Regions from separate parts of the Mus musculus genome. Here regions 1, 2, 3, 4 and 5 are each linked to region 6. The links are chromatin contacts, called in public Hi-C and promoter capture Hi-C maps. All regions are on one chromosome and are shown on one strand. Each heading gives the region's core, a stretch centred on a gene start, on an enhancer-like site or on the middle of the called end of the contact. The rest is flanking DNA. Distances are from core to core; before and after follow the strand shown.

Region 1 (2,700 bases), core at 111-2,610, 5.2 Mb after region 6:
ATTTCTAAGAAACTGTCTCAGTTTGTGTGTGTGTGTGTATGTGTGTGTGTGTGTGTGTGTGTGTGTGTGTGTGTGTGTATGATCAAGTTAAGAGATAATAGGGTATTAATACGAAAGTGGTCCTTTGTATTTACAATTAAAAAAAAAAAAACAAGACACAAAAGCCAGGAAGAAATAAAATCAATCGAATGCAAAGTAACCACGTTTATTCGAACACCACGGATCTGGACACCATTCTCAACCTCAAAACACGACCTGAGTTCTGCAGGAAGCTGCGCTACACTTTCCTGCCCTCCCCGCATCTCACCGTGCACCGATGATAATAATAATAATAATAATAATAATAATAATAATAATCAACAAACCTGGATACACAAAGAATTGCTTCCAGGCCTTTACTAAACACAAACTCAGCTACAAACTGGGAGGTAAACAACGGGCAGAACCTGACGGCTCCGGCAGAGAAAACTGTTCCCGTCCAGGAGATACAAAAGAAAAAACGGTGGGAAACGTGTTGCGCTGTCTACCCTCCCTGACAGTCCCCAAACAGCGCTACTTTGTGACAAGCTAATGGGTGCGTGCGTTTATTCGCCAAAGTTCAGACCCTCTCTCTTTTTGTTTTTTTGTTGTTTTCTTTTCTTTTCTTTTTAATAGCCTAAGGGCAAACACACCCCGAAATTCGCTGTCCCCAGCGGCGAGCTGGTTGCTATGGCATAATCTGGAAGGACATCACTTTGCCCAGGAAAACTACGATCCCCGGGGAACGAGTGAACTGATGGGAAGGGTCGTGTCATCCGCCACCGAGAAAGAGGGGACGAGGAGAGAGTTAAAACCAAACAGCAGATCGGCTGCCTCCCCTGCCTGGGGAGGCTTGGAGCGAGACCAGGGGCTCCGGCCGAGGTTCCAAAGTGTCAGCAGGCCCCCGTCGCCCCTGCACCCGCAGGCAGCGCGGCGACACCACAGGACCATCGCCATCCCCACCTCTGTCCTCCAGGCACCGCCAGGGACGGCGTCCCAGAGCCCGCCCCGGCCGGGCCCGCCCCGCTATCTCCTCCCCCGTTATCCGCTCGCTCGCCGCCGCGCTCGGGCCTGGACTCGCTTTCTTCAGCCTCCCCCGGGGTCCCGCCACAGGTCACCGCGCCGGACGCCTCGGCCGCCGCCCCGGGCGAGGCTGAGGGAGCGAGGCCGCGGGACCGCAGGGTCCCGGGAAGGCGCTCGGCGCCGTCCCTCACCTCCGGGTGGAGAAGGGGCACGCAGCCCGTTTCGGTCTCGTACTCATCCGGGCCGTCCGCCATCTTGGTGTTAAATCCCTCCTCCCGCTGCATGCTGGGAGAAAGCGTTTCAGCCTCGCGGGGCTCGGCAAGGCGGAGGGCGAGCGCGAGGGCGAGCGCGAGCCCGGATGAGGGCGACGCGGCGCCACCGCCACCGCCGCCACCTCCTCTTCCCTCCGAGCCCCCGGGACGCCCCCTCAGCCCCTCCCGCCGCGGAGGGCGCGGGTCCCGATGCGCGTGCGCCGGCCCGGCCCGACCCGGCCCGGGGCTGGAGTGTGCTCTCTGCTGCACTGCGCCGGGGCAGCGGACCGCGTTGGGCGTGGGCGCCGCGGCCCGGGGGCGGGTCCCGGTCGGAGGCCGATGCTGCTGCTGCTGCTGCTGCTGCTCCTCGGCTCCGGCCACCCGGGAAAGGCCGCGCGCGACACAAGACGGAGATCCAGAGCCGCGCAGGGCAGGGTCCCGAGCCTTCCAAGGGCTGGAAGGGCTTAGGGTGTGACCCTGGGAGAGCAAGGATGCGTTCTCCTCGCCTCCGCACCTGTGCCTCGGGGACACCGGGAGAAGCAAGGACAAAAAAAAAAAAAAAAAAAATTGGCTTCCTTGAAAAAGCTTTTGTTGTGTGATGCCCTCTTTGCGATTGAGCTAGGGCATTTTTTTTTAAAATCCTTGCTTTTGACAAGGTCAAAGCCCCACACTTTCCCATCTGCTGCATTTTAATAGGGACCCGGGGATTCAAAAGTGAAACCTTTTTAAAATGAAAGCTCTAGAGTGTGACCCAGATAAAAATGATTAAAGCCGGCTTTAAGAGGATATTGGGGTTGGGAGGGGGCTGATGGAACAATTGCAGAAAGGATTTGTTTCTGGTTTGGGCTACTAGGGATTGTAAATCTCTACAGCGCCAGGGAACATTTAGCAAAGAGCGATCTGATTAGAGATTCTGATACTAACCAGTCCCCTGTCAAAGCCAAATCAGCCAAAGATCACCAGAGGGGAAAAAACCTGCAGTCGGACAAAGCCAGATTTACTGGTAGATCGGGAGGAAGGCACGTCAGAGGAAAAAAGGATGGGGCATGGAAGAGGAAACCCCTTTGTAAGGTTTATATTCCCGCCAAAAGAATCTGAGGAGGGTCTGGGGAGAGCTGAGATCGGTTCTGGATTGGACATAATCGATTCTGAGGAGGTGAGGAAAAACCAGGAGTAACAAGGCATTGGACGAGATCACGAGGCTAGGTCCGTTCAATACTGTGCTCTCCCAGTAACAAATGAAAACGGCAAAGTAGACCTAGTATTCGTCGGTAAACGGGCAGTAATCACTCAGAAAAAGGATGAATATGCTATTTTATAGCTGCTTCTGGTGGGGGGAAAGAAGCGGTCTCTTTGGCGCTGCCTGTCTCTGTGTGTATCCTCTCAGCAGGGCTTTTCCTTCCGGCAC
Region 2 (2,700 bases), core at 110-2,609, 9.5 Mb after region 6:
AACAGGCAACAAACAAGAGTTGGATATGGAGCAGCCTCTGAACACATGCATGGGTGCACAGTATATGCAAAACCCTGGATTTAACCCCCCCCCCCACTCTAAGAGCCAAATCCAAAATAATCCTTTAGAACCATCACAGGACCAAGGTATATAATCCGAATATATTAATGCCAAAATGAAATCCATCAGCTTGTACAATTAATATATACTAAGGGAGAAAAGTCCGTAAAGTCTTGTCTTATGTTGAAGTGTCCTGTAAAGTCATATACGATGGTTGGAGGTTGTAATCCCAATACTCTGGAGGCTGAGACAGGGATCAGGAAGAATTCAGTAGCAGGAGCAGTAGTAGGAGCTAAGACAGCAAGATTTGGCTTCATGAGAGCAAAGATGTACCAAGAAGCCAATGGAAAGACCAAGTGGCTGCAGGGTACGGTGATGATCAAACCGGACGAGCAAGAGGACAGTGTCTGCACGAGACCTATCTATTTGTGTGAAGTGACAAATTCTTCAACTTGCAAATGAAAAGACTGTACCTCCTTTGTTATTCTCACGGGATTATGAAACCGCTACACCATGGCAAATCTTAAAAAGATAAGCATCCCCCAAATTGTTTCACAAAACTACCTTTTATGTCTCCCCCCCCCCCAACTAAGGTAAACAGAAGTAATTATTTGAGACATGCGTTTTGTGATAGGTATCATTAAATATCAGCACAAGAAACATCATGGAAGGCTGTAAAGTTCTCTAGACATTGTTTATCTTATCACCGTAGCAAACCAGATTCAGGTTTCGGCAGTGAACATAACTGTTCTTAACCATTTACATATTTTTTGGATTTTGAAGTCGTAGTTTAAAATTCCACCCATTAACTTCTAGCAAAACTTAAAACACTTTTACTTACCATAATAGGTGCTAGCAGTCATTGACATAATCCAGAACGCTAGGGAAATGCAAATGATCAGGCTCAGTATTACTATATTGGTAATCATCTTTATATACCTTTTGCACGTAGTGTCGTCACTATCTGTCATGGAAAATAGAGCTACGAGCACCTGAGGGGGGGGAATAGATAGCATTTCAGATGAACCAAGTCATTCAAGTTTCTTGCAACAATACTCCTTTAGAGGCATAGAGAAATACCAACATCTTCCACCAACCGAACGACAAAATAGAATCGTAAATCCAAAACGTCTAGTCACTGCTGCAGGCGCAGCGCTCCGGCTCGACCCGGGGAGGTTAACGCCGCCCTTGGAAAAAGAAGGTGCAGGGAGGATGCACAGAGGACCCGCCAGGCCAGCAGGGAGGCCGGCAGCTCCCACCTAGAGGGACCCGGAAGGAGCACAAACGACCGGTGGCCAATGAGCGGCCAGCACCGCGGAGCCCCGCCCCTCCCCGCCCTCGGACCCCCCCCCCGAGCTCCGCCCCCGCACGGCGCGCTCCGCCCCCTGGGCCCCTGCTCCAAGTCTGCCCCAGCTCCACCTCTGCCGTACGCTGCCCGGGCAAGCGAACCAAGGCTGGGAACAGCGCGGGCGAGCGCCTTTACGTCCCCACCCCGCTGCCCCGGGAGTCGCTCTGGTCTCTCCGCGACTCCCTCCGTGTACGCATGCGCAGCAGCCCTGCTCCGCTCACGTGACTCGTCGAGGCGGAAACCCGGCTTGAGTTTGCTTAGTGTCTCTTTGCGGGTCGGAGTGCTGTTTCTAAAGCACCTCCAAAATAGACGTTAGGACAAATTAGGTCTTGGGATTTGTGGACAGCCTAGACTTGAAAAAAAAAATGTCACCAGTAAGGGTGGTGTGGGTCACTAAAACCTGCCATTGATGGAATAATGAACTGCGAGTGAATTTAGAGCCAGTAATGGGTTGTAACTTATGAAGCATTCATACCAGGCGATAGGGTGTGGACGACGTAGGAGTTTATCGTTAGAAGCGAAATTACTTAGAAAGTAGCTTAAAACAATGGCTTGGCTCTTAACCTGGGCCAGACTCAACTGGTACTGCGGTATGTAAACATAAATATAGTTCCCACGGTTGAGCTTTTGTATAATTACTGTTCTAACACACATTGTGGAAGTGTCTGTCCCCATCCACTCTATCTGTAAAAGTAACTTATTCGTCTGATGTATTGTCCTCTTGTAGGGCTCACTGTTGAATAAGCTCACCCTTTATAGTTCTTTCTAGAACTCTGGCTGTCTGGTTCAACCTAGCTGTTCTGGCTCAAACTCCTCACCAAGCTGCCTGATTCAATCTGGCTTCTCTCAAGTTCCCATTGAATTGTTCTGCCTAGCCTCAAACAACTCTGGCATTTTGTTCTAATCACCTGGCTCCTTCTTGTTCTCTGGCTTTAGTTGACTCTGCTCACCTGCAATGAACTTCATAGACTTGAAACAAACAAAAACCACAACCCGAACTCAACTGCAACTGCACCGCACTCCTGGCACTGCCTCCCACCTCTGACTAGCTGTCTCTCCCTGCACTGGGGCTCTTAAAATAGCTTCTCTTTCCTGTGCTGTCCTTGTAAGATGCATTCTGTCTCTGACTCATTCTGTCAAATCTTTCGATCTTTGTTACTTTGTCTGGCCCTCAATTAGACATCACTTTCACACCTGGCTCCTTCCTTCTAAAAACGAATTTGACCTTAAAGGACTGTACTCAGGTTGTATCCGTGTTCCAGGCAGAGGGGTTAAAGGGATGTGGCCTGTCT
Region 3 (2,700 bases), core at 170-2,669, 9.4 Mb after region 6:
TTGTGAAGATCTCATCTTGGAAAGTACCAGATTGGCCCAGCCCAAAACACCAAGATAAACTTTCTAATTTGTAATGAATCAAGAGATGACTAGCACTCATCTCAAATAAAAAAGACCAAAAATATTTTAAAAGGGCAAGGATATAAGTATACCCTAAAAGGATGCCCAACCAATTTTTCGAAAGAGCAAGACTACGTAACGTATAAGCGCTTCTGTTGCGTCTACCCCTAAGCACTCCAATACAGGATGCCCGGCATCCCTTCCGTTCTGCAGATAAAGACGAAGAACAGAGAAGCCTCAATTATCCAATTTCCCAAGGTCACAATTCAGATCTGCACCGAAGATAAGGCCGGTATTTGTTATTCCACAATCTAAATCTGCACAAACGCTGTCAAGTTCAAAACGAGGAGAAAAGCAGCGAAACATACTACGTGGAACTGAAGGAACAGCGGAAGCTATCTGCAACAAGTAAACAGGTCTTAGTGCTCTGAGTCATTACCAGCCGGTCACTGACGTTTGCGAAATAACTCGCCACTGGGAAACGCAGTCAGGTGCATCGCATGAAGCAGATAACCCTATATTCGCACAAGCTGTCTCTCTGCATATAAACTGCTAATCTAATCTAATCTCCGTACCTAATGGTGGTTCCTAGCCCACTGTGAGGGTGTCACTGACAGAGCCTCCTGTAAAACAGCAGGGCAGACACCCACACACAGAAACGCCCCCGAAGACATCTAGGAAACAAACGTTTTCATAAAGGCTTTTCTAGATGAGCCCAGCGCGGTGTCAATCGCCAGTTCCCAACCTAACGCCCGCAACCATTAACCATCTGGGTAATTTTTCGAACAGGACCCCAAGCTCTGAGGACAGAGTTGCAGAGCTCCTGGTCAGCTCCTCTGCATGGTGACTCGACGCCTTCCCCCAAAGACGACAGAGAGCCAAGCAAGCCAGGGTGGCCAAAGGCTTTTTACAAGAGAAGGTTTTACGGTCGGAAGGGCAGACGTAAAGAACCAGAGTCACAGGGGGAAGGAACGGATTCAGGGGTCCCCGAAAGGATCCGCGCTGCGGGGCAGAGCCGGGGACAAACGCCCAGGCCTGCACCGCCTGGGAGCAGGAACCGTCTAACCCCGCGCTCACCCAGCCAGCACCCCGGAGGGGCAGCTCGCACCCCGCGGAGCCCCTTCGCTGTCACACGCCGGTCTCCTCTGAAGCCGACCTGGCTCGCCTGCCCCTCGGCGGCCGCCCGCCCGCCCGCCAGCCGCAGGCCACCGGTCAGGAGCACCCGCACCAGCCGGTGCCGTTACTCACCTTCCCGCTCACAACACCCGCCGCCGCCATGTTCCCCCGCGCGTGCCTGGTGATGACGTAGCACAACCTCACGTGGCTCTCGGACTCACAACAACATCCGGTCGGGCTAAAATAACATCCGGGCGGGAAAGGGGCGGGGAGGAGCGGGAACAGCAGTTAGGCGCATGCGTGGTGAGGATGCTAAGAGGGTGGAGCCGTCGTGCCGTACTGCGCGTGCGCGTGCTTCCCCCACATTTTAAATAGAAGTCTACGGCTTTTGAAGTTTGCTCGGGCGTGGCACTTTTAACTTGGGGAACGGCTGGCGAGTCTCTTGGGTGTGATGGAAGGAGCACCTTGTTTAGACCCAGAACACGATGCCACAGCTTTCTTGCTTTAAATAAGTCACGGTAAAATTGGAATCGCCTTGAACATCAGCCCTGGAGCTAATACACGCAGAGACTTTTCCCCTTGATATTAGAGGATTCTGAACATGAGTATTGTTGCTGTCACTCACGCATGACCTTGAGCATGGTATTTTTATAGGAACTGTAGTTACTACAAGGCCCTTTATCGCTCCAGAGTTCAGGGTGCCTCCACAGCTTAGTGGTTATGATTTCAATTCCTAAAATTCACCCAAGCATCTGCATGTAAAGGATCATGTATGGCCATACGGATCTCCCCCATGTTTGGAAACAGATCGGTAAACTATTAAGTTCAAAATCTAATTCCTTCTCAGCGCAGCACCCTGAGACTTAGCTCCGGTACACAATAAAATTGACATCTTAGAGCAGTTAGCAATAGTTCTCCACCTACCTAATGCTGCGACCCTTTAATACAGTTTCTCATGTTTTGGTGCGGACCCCACCCCAACCAAAAAGTTGTTTTTGTTACTACTTCATAACTGTAACATTACTGCTATTATGAACCGTAAAGTATCTGTATTTTCCTATAGCCTTAAGAGACCCCTGTAAAAGTGTCGTTTCACCCACACAAGAGTCGTGCCTGCCCGCTGAGTTAGAGCCTTTTCAGGCTGCCTGAGGTAACAGCAGAAAAACGTGATCTGCAGGTTCTGTGAGTATCAGGAATCTAATCGGGGAGGGAGGTGCCTAAGTCTTACAGGAGAATGCATGCTTAGCCCCAGGAGGGACTCTGACCACCAAATATCAGAGATTCCAAGCAAGCCCTAGATCCCAGTGCCCAAGTTCTCACTGCTCGGTAAAGCAACGCATCTGCCAGCCATTAAGGAAGCAAGAGCGCAGTGAGTTGACAGCGAGAGAGCACAGGGGCTTATCAGTAGACCAGACTTCCCCAAGCCAACTGATTGTGGGTAGTAACCGGAGTCTGAATAATCAAAACTAGATTCTTCTGCTATCTCAGAAGGATGGAGTAATGTGGTTAAAGGAGAAACCTCAC
Region 4 (2,700 bases), core at 166-2,665, 5.4 Mb before region 6:
AAATCAAGGTATTGTGATTAAAAACAGCAAATTCTTAAGGTAGTATACTAGTGAACATATTACATGTGTTTAATAAATACTAGTCTCATTTCTTAGTACTACTGACAAAATGAACAGGAAAAATAATTCAAACTCTTGAGTAAATGAAGCCATAAAATTAAATGTGCAAAACACAAGTAAAGCTTAGTATTAACGTTTAAAAGAGAAACTGGGAAGTGCAACTATATCACGCATTTCACAAACATTAGCTTGTAGAATGAATGATTGTGTTCATCACATTAAATAAGAAAACAGCGTTTAACCTCTCCGAGCTTCAATCTCTTAGATGGACAATGCGGATAATACTGCTGTATCTCCACAAAGAATAATTCCAAAACTAAACAGTATTTAGAAATAAAGCAAACACTGCAATCAGGCCTACAAATCTGAAGAACGTCTTTAAAATTTGTTTCAAATACCATTTTTTTGTGCTATTTGTTTTTCTCAACCGCAGAAATCTTTTCAAAAGAAAAATGTAACTGTCTACATTTTTCTTTTAATTACTTAATATCTATTATGTATGATATGTATAAGTACCTTATATATCTATCCACGTATACATACATACATACATTCATACATATATACGAGACGCACTCTTTCAAATAGATGCTTACAGCTCCTAAAGTTACCTGCTGGTGTAGAATAGCTGTGCATTTGGCAACAGTTCCCTGAGTAAGAAGATTAACATCTGAGAAGGAGAAGGCACTTTCCCCCAAGAACTCCCTTGGTACCCAGCAAATGACAGCAAAATGCCATCGCTTGGCATGGCCCTCCTCCCTCCCTCCAGCCCGGCTTAAGAGCCTTGGGCGCACTAAGGCTCCTCTTTCCTTGGCCTTCACTCCACTCTTATTAACCTAATAAGCACTACAATCCGCAAGCTGCTGCAGGAGGCTGCCCCATCTTGACGCTCCTTCTTCACTCAACCAGAGCGTGAACTCAGGGGGTGCGGTGGGGGTGGGGGCGCTCCACTTTCCCAGACACCAAGGAGGCTGGAAACTTTTATTGACTCCCCTCTTAGGGAAGCCACTAACTGGGAGCCCCTCGCACCTACCTGAGTAGCCGGAGGACTCTTTCCCAAACCTCTGCAAGATCCGCCAGCCCTTCGGCAGCCCCAAGCTAGCGCTTCCCTAAAAACGCAAAGGTTCCCTGAGCTACTCCTGGCTGTGGGTTGACACGCCCCGACCTCACCTGAGGGCGGCTCCGCCAGGAGACGGTTCAGGAAAGCTTCTGGGATGGTGGACCGGAGAAGGACTCCGCAGAAAACACAGTCATAGCCTGCCACGCTCGGACTCCGGGGCGGCCGCACCTTAGCAGCCGCTCCTCCCGCCTCCCGAGCCTTCCCCCAGCTCTTCCAGGGCGGCCGCAGACTCCCGCATTGCACGCCGGGAACGCGCCGCTCTTCCCAAAAACTTCCAATCCCAGGATGCACAGCCGCGACGCCGAACTGCACTCTGGGACGTAGAGTCCTCATCTCACGGCTCTCCCTCATCCACAGTAAGGAGGGCTTGGAGGGGAAATAGAGCCGTAAAGCTTTTTCCAGGGTCGTGAAATGTAGTCTTCCCAGGTATCCCGGGGCCTAGTTCCGGTCTTGGCAGGCTGGGGGGCGGGGAGTGGTGTCGCCTAGCAGCCGGCGCCGCTTCGGCTCGGTCGGGAAGAGTTGGCGGGAGCAGCCTGAGTGCGCGAGGACCGCTCTGGGAAGCGTGAGGCCGGGGCGGTGGCCGAACCCGGAGGTGGTCGCTGTAGATGAGTGACTGCTGCTGGTGGCAGGTCTTGGTTTCGGTGGGTGGATCCTCGTGAGCCGGAGCCGCTTAGTGTCGTTCACAGGATCGTAATCCCGAGGGACAGGGTGCAGCCCTACCTATCCAGACCTCTGTCGCTCTTGTCTGCAGTGTCGTCTCGGCCTCCCTGATTGAGCTTGATTCCGCAAACACTTCATTTAGCTCAGTCTTTTTATCTACTTTAAAAATCCTCTGGTCCCCTTTCCTCAGAAGGTTTTCAAAAACTTCCAAACATCTTGGGAGTTGGTACCATCATTGATGGTAGGGGACTTGGAAAAGGGGCCTCGGGGTTTTAGCTCCGAATTCGTCTTAGCAAGAAAATAATAATTTAGCGTGTACATTATCGTATAGCCTGTGTCAGGGGAACTAATTTTCGTCGAGGCTGTTTGCCTCTGCATCTGTTTTGCAGTTCAGGAGCCATAGCTCTTAGCCAGCACCTAGAGAGTTAAGTAAGACCGCTCATGATCATGTAAACACTGCAAGGCCATTTTCCTTGAAAATGCTAAAATCCACCTGCTTCTTTGTAGAGGCTGAGAGACAGTGAAAGAATTCAAGATGCCACCTAATATAAAGTGGAAAGAATTAATCAAAGTTGATCCAGATGACCTGCCACGGCAAGAAGAGTTAGCAGATAAATTATTGATATCTTTATCCAAGGTACTTAATAAATGATTTGTACACAGAGCCTGATGTACAATGTCATGAATTGAAATTGCTTCTTGAAATCATTGAATGCTATAACTGGAAGAGTGCTTGTATTTAATGTGCAGGGTATGAAATAGTCCATTTTTTGTGTGTTTGTTTCCTTAGGTGGAAGTAAATGAACTAAAAAATGAAGACCAAGAAAACATGATACATCTATTCAGAATTACCCAGTCTC
Region 5 (2,700 bases), core at 33-2,532, 5.3 Mb before region 6:
AAGGTCATTCATTGGCTGAGGGTTTAGGTTACCAAAATGCCTCATTAGGGAAGAAGCTTTTAAGGAATCTCAAGTGCTGTTCTTTCCATTAGAAAGAGAATGGTCCTGTGTGCTAATTGAGGCTGCAGGCTATGTGAGGGCTTAGAATTCCCCAACAAGGTCAGAGAAGAAGCCCCCCTCTAATGGAGTCTCCCATATTGCCCCAGCCCAGAGTTTATCTGTTCATCTGTGTTAAGAGTCAGGCTCTAAAGGTGATGGGAGAGTGATAGAGCACCAAAATGGTAGCGGGAGTGGGGGGTGGGGGAGCGAGCTGGAGATTTGGAGATTACAGGGAGCTTGTGAAGTTTGTTGAAGGGGAGAGGGGACAACCTAAATTATTAAGAAAATGACACGAGGAAACCTCTTTGTACGCTAATTACAAAAAATAAAAAAATAAAAAGACCAGAGGGCCAAAGGTTCAGCGGTAATGTTGAAAAGTCACTTCAGATGCACATGCAGATCCTGAGTGAGAAGTTAAGAACTGCTACATATCAAAGAACCATACTGATATAAGCTATCTATATATTCATTCTCTTACTTTCACTAAAGGCTCACTATGTGTAAAACACGTAGCAATACGACTAGTACACCTTCGGATGAGAACTCAAATTAAGCAAGAAATTACACGAGGTCTGATTTGCGTGACCTAGTTAGGCTAGCTGTCAGCAATGCCATAGGTGCCTAGCACACAACAGGTAAACAATGCCTTCTCATCAGACTTTTGACAGTAGTTCCATGTTAGACTACCATGATATCTCATTATTCCAGTGCTGTTAAGGGAAGATGACCAAGTAGGTTTTCAAATCTGCCAGAACACGTTTGAATCACCTGATCGGGGAGGATACAATTTACAAAGGACTCTCCCACACTCCTTGCAACTAAGAAGATACAAGAAGCTGGAGGTCAGGGGAAATGGGAACTTCACCCAGACCTCCCGGGTAAAACGTGCTGGGCTCCGGGGCAGCAGCGCAGCACTGGAGGAGCCGCCCAGCAGCACTCGCCGCCGGGTACCTGATGCTCCCGCTTGGCTGAAGGCTCAGCTTTCACCTCCGTCACAAACACACACGGCATCTTCCGCTGCACCGAGCCCAGGCGCTTCATGTTGCCCACGCGCAACCTGTCTCCACTGCGCTGGGCCCCGGGCGGAGGAAGTCTGCAGAAATGAGCTAGAATCCAAACACCAGCCAGAAGATCCTAACTGCACCACCAAGGTCCACTCCGGAGAGAGGCGGGGACTCACTACCGGAAGCGACCGCCTAGTCGCGGTGCATTCTGGGAATTGTAGTGCGACCGCGAGGCTACAGAGCATGCGCCTCCACATGCGTGATTCCCCTGTGTTTTGATGTCCAATTAAAAATAAAAATAAAAGAACCGTTACCCGATGTTGTATACTTGGCCACTACTTAGTATCGATGATGTTTTCGGGAATTAATGTTAAGTTATAAGTAATAAATCACTTTAGGATGCATTTTAGCATGTTTCTAATGAAACTCTCTTACCTGCTTATTTTCTATCAAATGTAAGGGATTGGAAACCCAGAGAAGTTTAGAAAATACTTTCAGACATTCCCTAATGTTCTGACAGAAAAACTGACTTCCCAGGAAAAACATTCAAACAAACAAACCTTACAATGAACAAAACTGAATTTGTTTGAATTAATCACCACGCAGTGTACAGTTTGTTTTTTGATAACCTTTCCAATGAGAGTAAAAATTAAACAAGTTCAAAAACATAGAAATAACAAAAATCTCTGTCGAGTTTTTCTTGGGAATCCAACAAAAGACTTGAAACAGCTTCATTTGACTTACTGTCTAAAAGGACATTACAAGGAAATAATAAAATTGATGCTTGAATAAAAAATATATTCTAGTAGTAGACCTATCTCATTAAAACCTGAAATCACAGGGAGATTTTTGCCCTTACTATCTTAGGTAATTGAAGAAGCCAATTTATGTTTCCACAATTGTTTTATAATTCCAATTAATATTTTTATAAATGTTTAATCAGCAGGTATCCTACTGCCTAGCGTTTTACTTACTTAGTTCTTGAAAAAAAAAATCAAATAACCTTGTCTCACTTGAAAGCATGTATATGTCAGGGGACTCTCAAAGAATAAAATGTTCTTAAAAACAAGTTTACAGTTTTGTGTTTACTGACTCGGGAGGGAAGGAGGGAGGGAGGGAGGGAGGGAGGGAGGGAGGGAGGGAAATATACCTAAACACACACAATTTTACACAAAACAAAGGGGTTGGTGTAGGGAGAGAGGACCTACAAGTTACAAGTTTCTGGCTGGGTTGTATTGAAACTAGAAACGTTTTAGCCTTTTAAAGTCAAGTGTTGGTACCTTCTTTGAGGCTCTAGAGGAATCCTAAGCAACAGCCCATCTTGTAGGTTTCAGACAATTAAATGACCTTTGAAAGCTCTCAACTGTCATTTCCCAAACTGCCACAGAATATTCTAGATCCAACATTCTGCCATTTCTTAGAAAAGATAATCTTCCAAAAACATTCCACTTGCTCTAAGTCTCTCTCTGGAAGGACCAACAGCTATATTTTGGCTTCTTAAATGCCTGGAGAAAGGTTTCCAACAGGAACAGAAGAGTCCACAGCAGGAAAACATCACAAGATCAGGTTATAGATGTAAACTGTGCTTCTAGTCTAA
Region 6 (2,700 bases), core at 195-2,694:
TATATATAAGGTAATAGCCCATCAGGAAGAGACAAAGTTAAACAAAGGTTTGCTCTGCACTTAAAAGTTTTGTTTTCTTGTATTTTCTTCGTTTTTTTTTTCTTTTTGAAAGCCAACAAGAGTCACTTTTTTTCAACAAATATTTTATAGAGTACTTAATGTATGCCAAATAGTTTCCCACACGTTGGAATCCTGGTTAAGGCAAATACGGTTCCTGCTTTCTACAAGTTTATGTACCAGGTTATCAACGCAGAATACTATGGGAGCAAACTGAAAGGGTGTCTAACTTTCCAACAACCAGGAACTATTGCCCAAGAACCAATGTGTCTTAAGTTCTACCATTATAACCCCCCCCCCTCCATGGCCCCTACCTCCGCCCCCGGGGCACTTTGCATTTACAGGCTGCTTCAGTGATTAAGTAAGTTCACTAATGCTGACAACATCTGGAACACCTGGAAGCAAAGCACAAGCAATTCCAGTAGCTGCTACTGTTCCTGTTCCTCTATTTCCAGAATAGAATCTAAGTTGGTAGAATCTAAGTTTCTTGCGGGTATCAAACTCCAGAGCCTAGAAAACACCAGGGTGCATAACTGATATTGAAAATACAGTTTTCTTCTTCTTCTTCTTCTTTTTTTCCCCGAGACTGGGTTTCTCTGTGTAGACCAGGCAGGCCTCGAACTCAGAAATCTGCCTGCCTCCGCTTCCGCCTCCCAAGTGCTGGGAATTAAAGGTGTGTTTTCAAATTAACTAGCGAGCACTCAAAGCTTTCACTATCACCATCCTAATCCACGATACCTTGTGCCGAGTAGGAACTGGCTCTTATTGGTCCCCCAAGTCCACTTCTACTTTGTATTGATCATCACACAGCCTTTAGATGTTTTCAAAACTAAATTGTTGAATCAATAAATGAAGGAACGCCTCTTCCCCGGGTTGACTACTTTAAGTTGTGGAACTTGACCAACACCCAGATTAGAACCCAGAGGGGACCCCGCCCGTCTCCATCCATCCTCGCTATTCAGCTCCCTCCAATTCATCTCCTAGGTAACAGCATCCTTCAAGTCCCTGCCACTTCCGCCGAGTTCCACCAGGGGGCGCGCTGACAGCCCCCGCCCCGCCCGCCCCGCCCGCCCCGCCAGTCACCTGATCCCGTCTCTGCCTCGCGCGGCTCGGCCTCCACCGCCGACTCCCTCAGCGCCGCCAGCACGCTCTCAGGGGGCAGGTCGACCAGCTCCTGCCAGACCGACTTGGTGTAGAAGTCCACCGTGTGCGCGCTGGAAATGGCCAGGGCGCCCCTGAGGAAGCTCAGCAAGCCCTGTAACTTGTCGTGCAGCGTGGGCAGGTCCGGGGTCCTGGGCAGAGGGCAGGCCGCCGCCATGACGCTCATCCTCCGGGGCTGCAGGTGGCGCCAACATGGCCGCGCGACCCCTCTCTTCCCCGCCGGAAGCGGCTCAGGCTGAGGCAGTCGAGCTCCGAGCACGCGCCGGGTTGGGCGATTGATTGCTTCCGCCTCGTGACGTGTTAGGTCGGCGTCCACTGGCGTTCCAGGAACTCCCACCGTGGAAAAAGATGGCGCCTTCGCGGCCGTCTTCCAAGTGGCGGACCGGAGGGTTTGCGGCGCGTGGGGAAGGGATCTCTCAGGTCAGATTCGGAAACCAGAATGGGAAGCGCAGGACTTGGCGGCCGAACCCCCAGCAAGCCTTCCGGGGGAGCGTGCGCAAGGGTAAGGAGGGACAGCCGTGGAGGAGCGCTCGGGCCCGCCGAAGTCGAGGGAGTAGGATGGGATCCGGCTTGAGATCGGGGAAGCCGTTCCTAAGCTCGCCAAGTCCGAGAGCTTCTCAGTCCTTTGACTGAGAACCGGACGGTGCGGTCAGCTTCAGTGATTTAACGCAGATCTCAGGTCTAAGCGAAGACACGGGGCGTCTAGAGGTGCGCTTGGCTAAGAAGCACCCAGACATACTTGCATCTCTACTACAGCAAGTATGTAATATAGATACAATATTACATTAAAATACTCTGCCCCAAAGCTTTGATAACCAAAAGACACCACAGTAGCCCTCCAGTCTCATACTGCTGCCTTCCTTAGATTCGATTCGATGTCTTGTCTTTGAAGGCCTCTCGTTGCATGTCAGATGCTTAAGTGGTTTTTGTTCGATCTAAGAATAATCGACAGGTGTTCAGAAAGTTGTACAGTACCTCCCCCTTTTGTTTTGTGTTGTGTTTTGGAAAATAAGTGATTAGTAAGATCCTCCAAGGGAAAAATACTAGACTACTCTACTTTATTTATTAAGTGTTTACTGAAGACCCAAGTGAGATTGTATGTGGATTAAATAAAATGTAATTTGTGGATATGAGTCTAAATTCAAGGTGAGCAGTAAAGTTTAGTTTACTGTACTTAGAGTTTTTAATGTGATGTCTGACAACTCGCTGTTACCCTTATATTTAGGTAAAGGGCCACCTTGCTCTTCAGTGTACCATTAAATGGTTGCCTAACCTTATCTTTAAAGCAAAGCCAAGTAATTCTCTCATTTGAATATAAAGTAAAAGAAAAAAATATTTAGTTTTCATTTTCTGTTAAAGTAATTGTAACTGAAATCCTTCAATGTTAGGACAAGGTTTTGCATTTCGGAGAAAACTGAAGATCCAGCAAAATTACAAGAAATTGCTGTGGAAGGTGAAGGAGGCACCAGCGTCACAGGAGTC

The links. Promoter capture Hi-C pulls out the DNA fragments that hold promoters and counts their contacts. Hi-C and Micro-C count contacts between places; a contact is called where the count stands out from the background.
Region 1: a promoter capture Hi-C map of liver shows a contact between it and region 6, with 6 times the contacts expected there. The contact joins the promoter of Zdhhc17 here to the promoter of Mettl25 in region 6. A contact is called at or near these places in 2 of 39 promoter capture datasets (liver and pre-B cells).
Region 2: a promoter capture Hi-C map of pre-B cells shows a contact between it and region 6. The contact joins the promoter of Tmem19 here to the promoter of Mettl25 in region 6. A contact is called at or near these places in 1 of 39 promoter capture datasets (pre-B cells) and 1 of 484 Hi-C or Micro-C datasets (CD4 T cells).
Region 3: a contact with region 6 is called in a promoter capture Hi-C map of pre-B cells. The contact joins the promoter of Tbc1d15 here to the promoter of Mettl25 in region 6. A contact is called at or near these places in 2 of 39 promoter capture datasets (liver and pre-B cells) and 1 of 484 Hi-C or Micro-C datasets (CD4 T cells).
Region 4: a Hi-C map of uterus shows a contact between it and region 6, with 9 times the contacts expected there. The contact joins the promoter of Tmtc3 here to the promoter of Mettl25 in region 6. A contact is called at or near these places in 3 of 39 promoter capture datasets (liver and pre-B cells) and 3 of 484 Hi-C or Micro-C datasets (liver and uterus).
Region 5: a contact with region 6 is called in a promoter capture Hi-C map of pre-B cells. The contact joins the promoter of 4930430F08Rik here to the promoter of Mettl25 in region 6. A contact is called at or near these places in 2 of 39 promoter capture datasets (liver and pre-B cells) and 2 of 484 Hi-C or Micro-C datasets (CD4 T cells and muscle stem cells).

Annotation. Positions count from the first base shown.
Region 1 is chr10:111,008,706-111,011,405 of GRCm38.p6, forward strand. It overlaps Zdhhc17 (zinc finger, DHHC domain containing 17), which reads right to left and starts at 1,361. Exons shown (of 17, transcript NM_172554.2): 1 at 1,233-1,361. The coding sequence starts at 1,325.
Region 2 is chr10:115,360,908-115,363,607 of GRCm38.p6, forward strand. It overlaps Tmem19 (transmembrane protein 19), which reads right to left and starts at 1,360. Exons shown (of 7, transcript NM_133683.4): 1 at 1,145-1,360; 2 at 902-1,052. The coding sequence starts at 1,031.
Region 3 is chr10:115,250,074-115,252,773 of GRCm38.p6, forward strand. It overlaps Tbc1d15 (TBC1 domain family, member 15), which reads right to left and starts at 1,420. Exons shown (of 17, transcript NM_025706.3): 1 at 1,309-1,420. The coding sequence starts at 1,338.
Region 4 is chr10:100,485,932-100,488,631 of GRCm38.p6, forward strand. It overlaps Tmtc3 (transmembrane and tetratricopeptide repeat containing 3), which reads right to left and starts at 1,416. Exons shown (of 14, transcript NM_001110013.1): 1 at 1,231-1,416. Cep290 (centrosomal protein 290) reads left to right here and starts at 1,651. Exons shown (of 54, transcript NM_146009.3): 1 at 1,651-1,821; 2 at 2,348-2,477; 3 at 2,631-2,700. The coding sequence starts at 2,376.
Region 5 is chr10:100,587,977-100,590,676 of GRCm38.p6, forward strand. It overlaps 4930430F08Rik (RIKEN cDNA 4930430F08 gene), which reads right to left and starts at 1,283. Exons shown (of 7, transcript NM_175128.2): 1 at 1,051-1,283. The coding sequence starts at 1,140. It also overlaps a transcript of 1700017N19Rik not described here.
Region 6 is chr10:105,839,936-105,842,635 of GRCm38.p6, forward strand. It overlaps Mettl25 (methyltransferase like 25), which reads right to left and starts at 1,445. Exons shown (of 12, transcript NM_207522.2): 1 at 1,141-1,445. The coding sequence starts at 1,384. Ccdc59 (coiled-coil domain containing 59) reads left to right here and starts at 1,544. Exons shown (of 4, transcript NM_025602.3): 1 at 1,544-1,720; 2 at 2,607-2,700. The coding sequence starts at 1,567.